Regions from separate parts of the Pan troglodytes genome. Here all the other regions are linked to region 3. The links are chromatin contacts, called in public Hi-C and HiChIP or PLAC-seq maps. All regions are on one chromosome and are shown on one strand. Each heading gives the region's core, a stretch centred on a gene start, on an enhancer-like site or on the middle of the called end of the contact. The rest is flanking DNA. Distances are from core to core; before and after follow the strand shown.

What was found. A called contact is a pair of places that touch in the nucleus more often than the background predicts. HiChIP or PLAC-seq counts read pairs in DNA pulled down with a chosen protein or histone mark.
Region 1: a contact with region 3 is called in a Hi-C map of induced pluripotent stem cells, with 3 times the contacts expected there. The contact joins the enhancer-like site here to the promoter of NAPG in region 3. A contact is called at or near these places in 4 of 7 Hi-C or Micro-C datasets (blood, induced pluripotent stem cells and stem cell-derived neural progenitor cells), 1 of 1 datasets of contacts at active chromatin or transcription factors (stem cell-derived excitatory neurons) and 1 of 1 other capture datasets (stem cell-derived neural stem cells).
Region 2: an H3K4me3 HiChIP or PLAC-seq map of stem cell-derived excitatory neurons shows a contact between it and region 3, with 4 times the contacts expected there. The contact joins the promoter of PPP4R1 here to the promoter of NAPG in region 3. A contact is called at or near these places in 1 of 7 Hi-C or Micro-C datasets (stem cell-derived neural progenitor cells) and 1 of 1 datasets of contacts at active chromatin or transcription factors (stem cell-derived excitatory neurons).

What each region holds. Positions count from the first base shown.
Region 1 is chr17:20,928,222-20,930,921 of NHGRI_mPanTro3-v2.0_pri, forward strand. No RefSeq gene overlaps it. Among named protein-coding and RNA genes, the nearest start is that of VAPA, 54 kb to the right of the region's middle. Within about 2 kb of position 1,305, at least 2 of the 24 cell types and tissues checked have an H3K27ac peak or open chromatin away from gene starts, as enhancers often do. A contact at or near this core is called in induced pluripotent stem cells and stem cell-derived neural stem cells, where this site is marked.
Region 2 is chr17:21,283,153-21,285,852 of NHGRI_mPanTro3-v2.0_pri, forward strand. It overlaps PPP4R1 (protein phosphatase 4 regulatory subunit 1), which reads left to right and starts at 1,351. Exons shown (of 20, transcript XM_009433642.4): 1 at 1,351-1,551; 2 at 2,291-2,335. The coding sequence starts at 1,389. It overlaps LOC104003075 (a long non-coding RNA gene), which reads right to left and starts at 1,320. Exons shown (of 3, transcript XR_002940493.3): 1 at 1,235-1,320.
Region 3 is chr17:20,374,324-20,377,023 of NHGRI_mPanTro3-v2.0_pri, forward strand. NAPG (NSF attachment protein gamma) reads right to left here and starts at 1,266. Exons shown (of 12, transcript XM_523864.8): 1 at 1,052-1,266. The coding sequence starts at 1,107.

The DNA.
Region 1 (2,700 bases), core at 55-2,554, 550 kb after region 3:
CTAAGGCCAGCATCGGCCCATCTCCTAAAGTCAGTGTGGTGTGGCTTAACACACCGGCTCACCCTAAATGTGCACTGAAGGGGCCCTGAACTACAATGAAGGGGACGCCCCGAGCCAGCAAACCCCGAGGGGCTGGGCGTGCCAGGCAGCTGTGGAGCCGGCGGAAGCAGTGAAGTTGGCAGCACTGGCATCGAATGCCAGCCAGGGAACCAAGAAAAGGCCACTCTTAGTAAGAAAGTGGTGACTTCGTGAGTGGAAGAGTTGAGGTAAGAAGTTATGGCCATAGAGGATATTTCTGCAACTCGGATGAAAGGATCGCTGTGATTGGAAAGCAGTTATCTGCAGCCGAGATTTCAGAGATGTTTCTGCCCAGTGGTGACAAAAACTCTCCCTCAGGACAGTGAATGACAGGTGTGTGAAGAAAGTGCCCTGGAAGGGGGAGGTCAACAAACAGCAACCCGCCCAGCGATGACCCCCGAGAGTGTGGCGGGCAGGGGAGGGTGCAGGCTGGAAGAGGGAAGGAGCGAGGTGGGCTGAGGGCGGCGCGAGCTGGAAACAAGCCTGGGCTGTTGCAAGAGGGAGGAAGGAAAACCTCAGAACAGGCGTGAAAACGAGGAAGGAAACCAGCCCCTCCTCCCAGCGTGGAAGGGTCTTCTCCATTCCAGACCACAGCAGGGCCCCCAGGAGACATCTCAGCTTCTGTTGGAGCCTGGCGGCAAAAGGCTGTCCCTAGAAGATGAAGAGCGAGGAGGTTTGTGGATCCCATATGGGAAGTCTGGAGCTCTGCGCAGAAATGAAGATGAGGAGAAGCAGGCGAGGTAGGTTTCAGTTGAGGCAGGGCTTTCAGATTTTTCTTTTAACCACAATCCGTAGTAAGGGCCCATTTTATATGGCTACCCCGTGTGCATGCACAATTGTGCATTTGCTCTCTCTCCTTTCAAAAAAGACTTACTGAGCACCTAACTGTATGCCAGGCTGTTAACAGGCACTGGGGAGGCAGCAGTGAACAAAACGTCTGAAACCGCTGCTCTTAGGGAGTTTGCGTTCTGGTGGAGGAGCAGACCACAAGAGAAATGAAGACAGGTATGGCACATTCCATGGGGGTGAGGGGAGCCCGAGCGAGGGGCCAGAGTGTGAAGGGACGGGTACCACTGTTCAGCTGGAGAGACCCAGGAAGGCCTCACGGAGAAGGTGACCTAAGTGAAGGCTGGGAGAGCTGAGGAGTGAGCCCCGCGGACACACAGAGGACAGCACTGGGGCAGAGGCCACAGCAGGTATAGGCTCCGGGACTGGAATGTGCGAATGCTCCATGAATATCCAGAGAACAGCGTGATGGCAGAACGACGTGGGGCGAGTGGAGGGAGAAGGAATGGGGCTAGAGGGGGAAGCGGGGTCAGGGCAGGGACGCTGGAGTCCTGCGGGCCAGTGCCAGCTCCCCACTCTTACTCACGGTGAAGGGGGAAGGCTTGGAGTGTCTGAGCACAGAAAACACCCCTCCGACCTGTGTTTAACAGGACCGCTCTGGTTCCTGCTCTAAGACAGACTGAGGGGACACGGGGGCGTCTGGGAGATCTGCTGAGACTGTCGAGGAAATGAAGGAAATAGAGGGGACAAAACATGGAAGTGGCAAGAAGCAGCTGGGTTCTGGGTGTGTTTTGAAAGTAGAGCCAGCAGCAGCGTTGACAAGACGGGCTGTGCTGTGGCATGGGAAGGAAGGGAATGCACCAAGCAAGGATGACTCCGAGGTTTGAGTGAAGGAAAGAATGCGGATGGGGGAGGCCTGCATGGAGCAAGCCTGGGTGTGAGGGAGACTGGATTCAGTTCTGGACATATTAAGTCCGAGGTATCGGACAGATGGCCAAAGTCGTTGGAGATGTTAAGTCTATAATTCGAGGACATATCTGGGCTGGGAGCAGGGAAGAGGGGCGAGGGGACAGATGGAAAGCCGGCGCTCTGTGGTTACGAAGAAAGAGAGCCCGGGAGAGCCGAGAGTCACCCTCACCGATCTGTGATAGGGAAGGGTCACAAGTTCCCACCCCCGACTCAGGAAGTACCCCTGATTTGGGGAGCACTGGCCCTGCCCTAGGGGGAGTGCGATGGTGGGGGTGAGGGGACGCTGGAGCAGGAACAGGATGCGGGCGCTGCGGAGACCCAGAGGACCAGAAGCACCAGTGAAATCCAAATCTTTCAGACAAGCACAGTGTCGATAAGAAACTTTGAACTGAATATGAAAAAGAGCCTGAACTAACCTGAAAGGGGCTGAAGGGGACGATAAGACCAAAGGAAACGGAGATCCGTTGAAAGGCTAAGGTTTCCTTGGCTCTGACTGGGTCTCTCTGTGGTCTCTGAAGCACTGGGATGTACTGACTGGCTCGGATACAGACCTTCTACTTTCCCAGTTGCCAGAGACCTGGCCCAGGCTGAAGAGCACCGACTGAGGGAGTGGGGGAAATGATGCCCCGGAACATGTTCACATCCTAACCCCCAGAATCCCTGAATATGTAACCTTCCATGAAGGGACTTTGGCTGTGATTAAGTGAAGGCTCTTTAGATGGAGAGATGGCCCTGGATCAGCCAGGTGGGCCCAGTGTCATCGCAGGGGTACCTGTAACAGGAAGGCAGGAGGGTCACAGAAGGAGAAGAGATGGTGGAAGCAGAGGTTGGTGTCATGTGACCGCAGGAGGGGCCACACAAGCCAAG
Region 2 (2,700 bases), core at 101-2,600, 910 kb after region 3:
TTGGTGGCTCACACCTGTAATCCTGGCGCTTTGGGAGACCAAGGCCAGAGGATTGCTTGAGGGCAGGAGTTCAAGACCCACCTGGGCAACACAGTAGAACCACGTCCCTAAAAAATTTTAAAAATAAATTGGCCAGGTGGAGTGGCCTGTGCCTTTAGTTCCAGTTACTTGGGAGGCTGAGATGGGAGGATCTCTTGAGGCCAGGAGTTCGAGGTTACAGTGAGTCATGATTGTGCCACTGCACTCCAGCCTGGGCTACGTAAGGCAAGACTCTGGCTCTAAAAAAAATTTGCTTTTTAATGAAAAAAAAAAAAAAAGAGCTGATTTGGCTCTTTCTTCCCCCATTTACCCAGAATTGCTAAAGTGGTAGATACTGACAAGGTATCTTAGCAGGGCAGAAGTCTCATGGTTTGAGTCAGTTGGGACCAATTGCTGTTGATGTGAATTTCTAACTCCTTTGTCATTCTGAGTGTGTCAGCTGAATTCACATAAGGGCATTCACCAAGGGAGGAAGAGAAAGGCCTTTAGTTTTAATTATTTTATAGTTGAGAAAATTAGACACATACTCGGGGTTACGGGGTCTATTCTGATTTTTATTACTCCTAGAAATTTCATACAGATTATAATCTGTCTATCTTGTTAGTAATATCTGACTGATTTTTTTGGAATAGCTATGTGTAGAACCCATTTTATTACACAGATTTAGGAATCTCAGAGGATCTGATTCCTTAGTCTCTTAAATCTTCAGTGGCATTAAATGCCAACACATTGTCCTTGGTCAAGACTACAACGTAGAAAGGAACAAGCTAATTAACTACTTAGAATTCCCTCTCCTAAGAGACCACATCGCCAAAGTGGCACCATGACACAGCTTGGTGTTTTGTTGGTCACTTTAGGAGACCACCATTTTGGAGGCCTTGGGTGGAGCTGGAGATAGAGCCATGGAGGTAGAACCGTGTCGGAAAACCTGGGTTTAGCCCCATTTTGTACTTGGGCGTTTGAGCTAATCGCTTAAGTCACGTAAAACAACAAGACAAATAAAGTCTGGGATACAGACTTTAACACCTCAAGTGCTGCCAAAAGTATTTAGAAGACAAAGCGAATCATAGGCACCCTTCACCGAGCACCTCCTAGACATCAAGAACCATGCTAGGTTCCCTACATTCTTCATTTAATGCCAATAACCCCACGAAGCAGTTATCACCTTCATTCTACAAATGGGCCCCACTCCTACCAATTAACTGGCTGAATCAGGATCTGACCCCGGGCCTGCCAACGCTCCCGCTGGTGGATTGCCCGCCTTGTCAGCTCGAGTTGGCAGGACGTGGGAGTAAAAACCCGGCGCCCCAGCCTTCACCGTGCTGCACGAGGAAGCTGGCTAGGCAGGCATGACTTTGTCAGTCAACCATCCCGCAGCCGGGCCCTGGGCTTTGTTAGCAGCCACTTGGCGAGGGCCCCGGGCGGGTGGGAAGGCGGCGCTTCCTCCAAGAGGAGGTGGGACCCCGGCCCCGACGACCTCGGAGCCGCCCCCGGCCCCGGATCGCCGACGACGTACGTGCAGGCCTGGGGATGGGGCGCTGGCTGCGAGCGGCGCGCCCGCTGAGATGGCTGCGGCTGGCAGGGCGGTGGGCGAGGCCGGTGACCCAATAAAGCGGCCGGGCCGCGGGAGGCCCCGCCCGGCCGGGTTCCGGCACTCGCCGCAGGGTCCCGGCCGGCGGCAGGTTGCGCGCCCCCGTCCGCAGCGCTCGGCGTGAGGGCGGCTCGGGAGGAGGGTGTGAGCGCGCGTCGCCGGGCCGGGGCCCGGCAAGGAGCGGGAAAGGCGGGAGGCGGGAGCGCCGGTCGCCCGGGAGCCGCGCGGAGGGGCAGGCGGGGCGGGGCGCGGCCGGGGGCCCGGGCGGCCGGGAGCCGCGCCGCCCGCGGCAGGCCCGGGCCCTCGGCCCGCCCCGCGCGCGCGCCCCCGCCAGCCCGGCCCTCCTCCTCCCCGCCGCCCCTCCCGCGCGCGTCCACCGGCTCCCCGGCTCGCGCCGCTCCATGTAGCCCCGGATCCCCGGGCGGCCGCGGAGGAGGGGGCGACCACAAGATGGCGGGTACGTGGCCCCCTGTTCTCCGGGCGGCGGCGGCTCCTCGAGCCCACCCGCCCTCCGCCGCAGCCCTGAGTGGCTGCCGGGCCGGGGCCGGCGTGGGGTCCCGGCGCGGGAAGGCGCCCCCGGGGCGGGGGGGGCGGGCGGGGGGGGCGTCGCGCCGGGCCCCGGGGCGCTGACCGGGCCTTTCTTCTCTCCCCTCGGCGCAGACCTCTCGCTGCTTCAGGAGGACCTGCAGGAGGACGCAGACGGATGTGAGTGGCCCGGCCTCGCGGTGGCCTGGCACTCCGCGGGGAGCGGCCGGGGAGGGCGGGCGGCGGCGAGGCCTGGGCCGGGCCCTGGCTGGCTGAGGGGACGGTGGGCGAGGGCGGCCCCAGGCGGGCTGGGGTGGCGATCTGGAGGGAAAATCTCGCGTCCGTGAGGAAACGGCGCGCCCAGGTTCCGCTGGGGGAGGGAGACGCCCGGAGTAACGCCCAAGTTCGCTTTCCGCCCTTCGCTCTCTTCTCCCGGCGCCCCCGAATCGCCTGCGGGCTCAGCAGTGGCGCGGCTGTTTTGGAAGAAGCGGTGGGGCAGGATTTGAAGTGGGGTTTGCGTGTGTTTCTGCCCCTGGTGTCCCCTT
Region 3 (2,700 bases), core at 16-2,515:
TTCTTTTTTGAGACGGAGTCTCGCTCTGTCGCCCAGGCTGGAGTGCAGTGGCGCGATCTCGGCTCACTGCAAGCTCTGCCTTCCGGGTTCAGGCCATTCTCCTGCCTCAGGCTCCCGAGTAGCTGGGACTACAGGCGCCCGCCACCACGCCCGGCTAATTTTTTGTATTTTTAGTAGAGACGGTTTTCACCGTGTTAGCCAGGATGGTCTGGATCTTCTGACCTTGTGATCCGCCCGCCTCGGCCTCCCAAAGTGCTGGGATTGCAGACGTGAGCCACCGCGCCCGGCCCACAATGCTGACTTTCTATTAACTGTAACTGCCAGATAAAAATGCACTGGAGTAATGAAACGGGGGGAAGAGGCTGCCAAAAGGATGAATTAAGAAGAATCAGTTCAGTCCCACAAACATTTGCTGGGTGCCTACTACGTACTGTACCAGAGGTGGCAGGACATACACATCAAAGGACGAACGAAGCACAGTCCCTGCCCACAGGGACAGTAAAATGCCAGATGACAAAGGTTCACCGAGGAGTTTTTGGGGTAAACCTATGGTCCCCTCCACACAGGGGGCTCTTCTAGGGCGGTGGTTCTCAACAGAGCGATGTTGTTCCCCAGAGGACATTTTGGGTTGCCACAAATGGGGAAGAGATGCGACCGGCACCCAGCAGGTAGAGGCCAAGGATGCTGCTAACGAGCCTCCGATGCACAGACAGCCCCCACCACAATCTTCAGGAGCGGAGCGCCCAAGTAGAGAAGCCCTCGCCCCGCAGCACTGCGCCGGGTCCCCGCCCACACCGGCTCTGGGGAGCGGACTTCCGGCGGGGTGGACCCACGGCGCTGCCCGAGGCGCAGCAGAGCTGACCCCGACCCCGGGAGCGCGACCCCGGGAGTGTGACCCAGAGGACACCGAGCCCCGGCAGCCCCGCGGGCACCAGCGCGCCGAGCCCCCTCAGCCCTGAGCCCTCCCTCCCGCCCCCCCGGGTGCTAAGGCCGCGCCAGTGAGAGACGGACCCGGCGTCCACACACAGGCCCCCGGAAGGTTCTCACTCACTATTTCTCTGCTTTGGCGAGGTGTTCCAGCCCCTCGTTTATCTTCTGAGCCGCCATCTCCACAGTCAGGTCCCTGACGTGGAGAGAGGGTGACCCTGCCTCTTCCTCCGGCGCCAAGAATCCGCCCAAATAGGCGTGGGAACGCCGAGGAGGAAGCTGGTGCAGCGCGACAGTCGAGCGGCTACGGAGGGCCGGAGGGCCCAAGCCGCTGCGACGAAGCGGGGCTGGGAGCCTGCCGGTGCGCCCCGCAAAGAGACATCGCGCAGGCGCAGCGCGTCAAGGCTGGCCCCACCTAGGGCATCTAGCGCAGGCGCGGTGAGATACTGATGGGGCGTATTCTTTCATTCAATATTTGCAAAGCACCTAATATGTGTCAGGCACTATTTTAGATGCGGGAAGATCAGCAGACAAAAACTGCCGCACTCTTGAAGTCTTGCTTTTTCATTGATGTGAAACTGCTGTGGATCCTGTTTGTAGGGTTAATTGGCTTTATAATTTATTACATCTGAAGTTTCTCTGTATGACAGATAGAATAGTATTCTTCTATCCATTCTGCCTTTTGGGTATTAATCGTATGTCAGTCAAGAAACGAAACAGACTTGTAAACCCTGATTACTGTCAAATAATCCGCGCCCAACGCAAATAATCGCTTTAATATTTCAAGCCGTGATAAGTGCTCTAAATGGGAAGTTGAGGGATCTAAAGTCGCGTACAGTGGTCTGGTAAAAATAGTAACCAGTAATACAGCTGGCTTCATTCATAATTCATGGTGATTTCAATATCCACATGGATGATTCCTGCAATGACTATACAGCCTCTCAGCTTCCAACCTCCTGTGATCTTTCCCACACCAGCGCAGCCACACATTCCTGGGATCACACCCTTGACCTTACTCATAACTGTGTACCCTCCGTAGTGTCAGTTTCAAACAGCTCACTTTACTTCCCCTTTCCATTCCAGCTCATACCTCCTAGTGCTAGTAATTACTTAACCTTCACCAGATTCCTCACCTTTCCCTATCCCTCTGCTCTTACACGTCCCTCTTTTCCCAGCATAAATTCATATCCCATCATTTTAGTGCGTATACTCTCAACGGCCTTGGCTCCCTCTCCCTCCTTTCTCCAAGCCAGGAAAAACCCCAGCTCTCCACCTACTCTGGAACTGCTCTTGAGCAAGTGAATTTGACTGGAAAAAAACAAACGAGGATGCTAACATTACTCATTTTAATGATCATAAACATTAAGCCGACCTTTGGTGCTGCTGAGCAACTCTCCTATGTTTCCATGGTCAAATCACTCACCCACTCACTTGGAGGGCTGTTCACACCTTCCTTCTCAAAACTCCTACACAATCTCTGCTTGCCTGCCAACTCTCACTTATTGTTGAATATAAAATAACTATTCGAAGAGTTCTTCCCTTTGGCCTCACCACACAATCTATCGATCTTCCTGCATCTATTTGCCAATCAATATTTTGCCTTTTTTCTAGTGACAACAGGTGAACTGGCCTTGGATTTTTTTCTCTATCCTCACTTTCTTATTTAGTACCCACACACAAGACCCCTCTTTATTTGGTTGTCTAGCCTGGGCTTCCTTTATAGGAAGGCAGCAGAATTTCAAGACAGTGAAAGTGGAAACTTCAGGCTTCGTA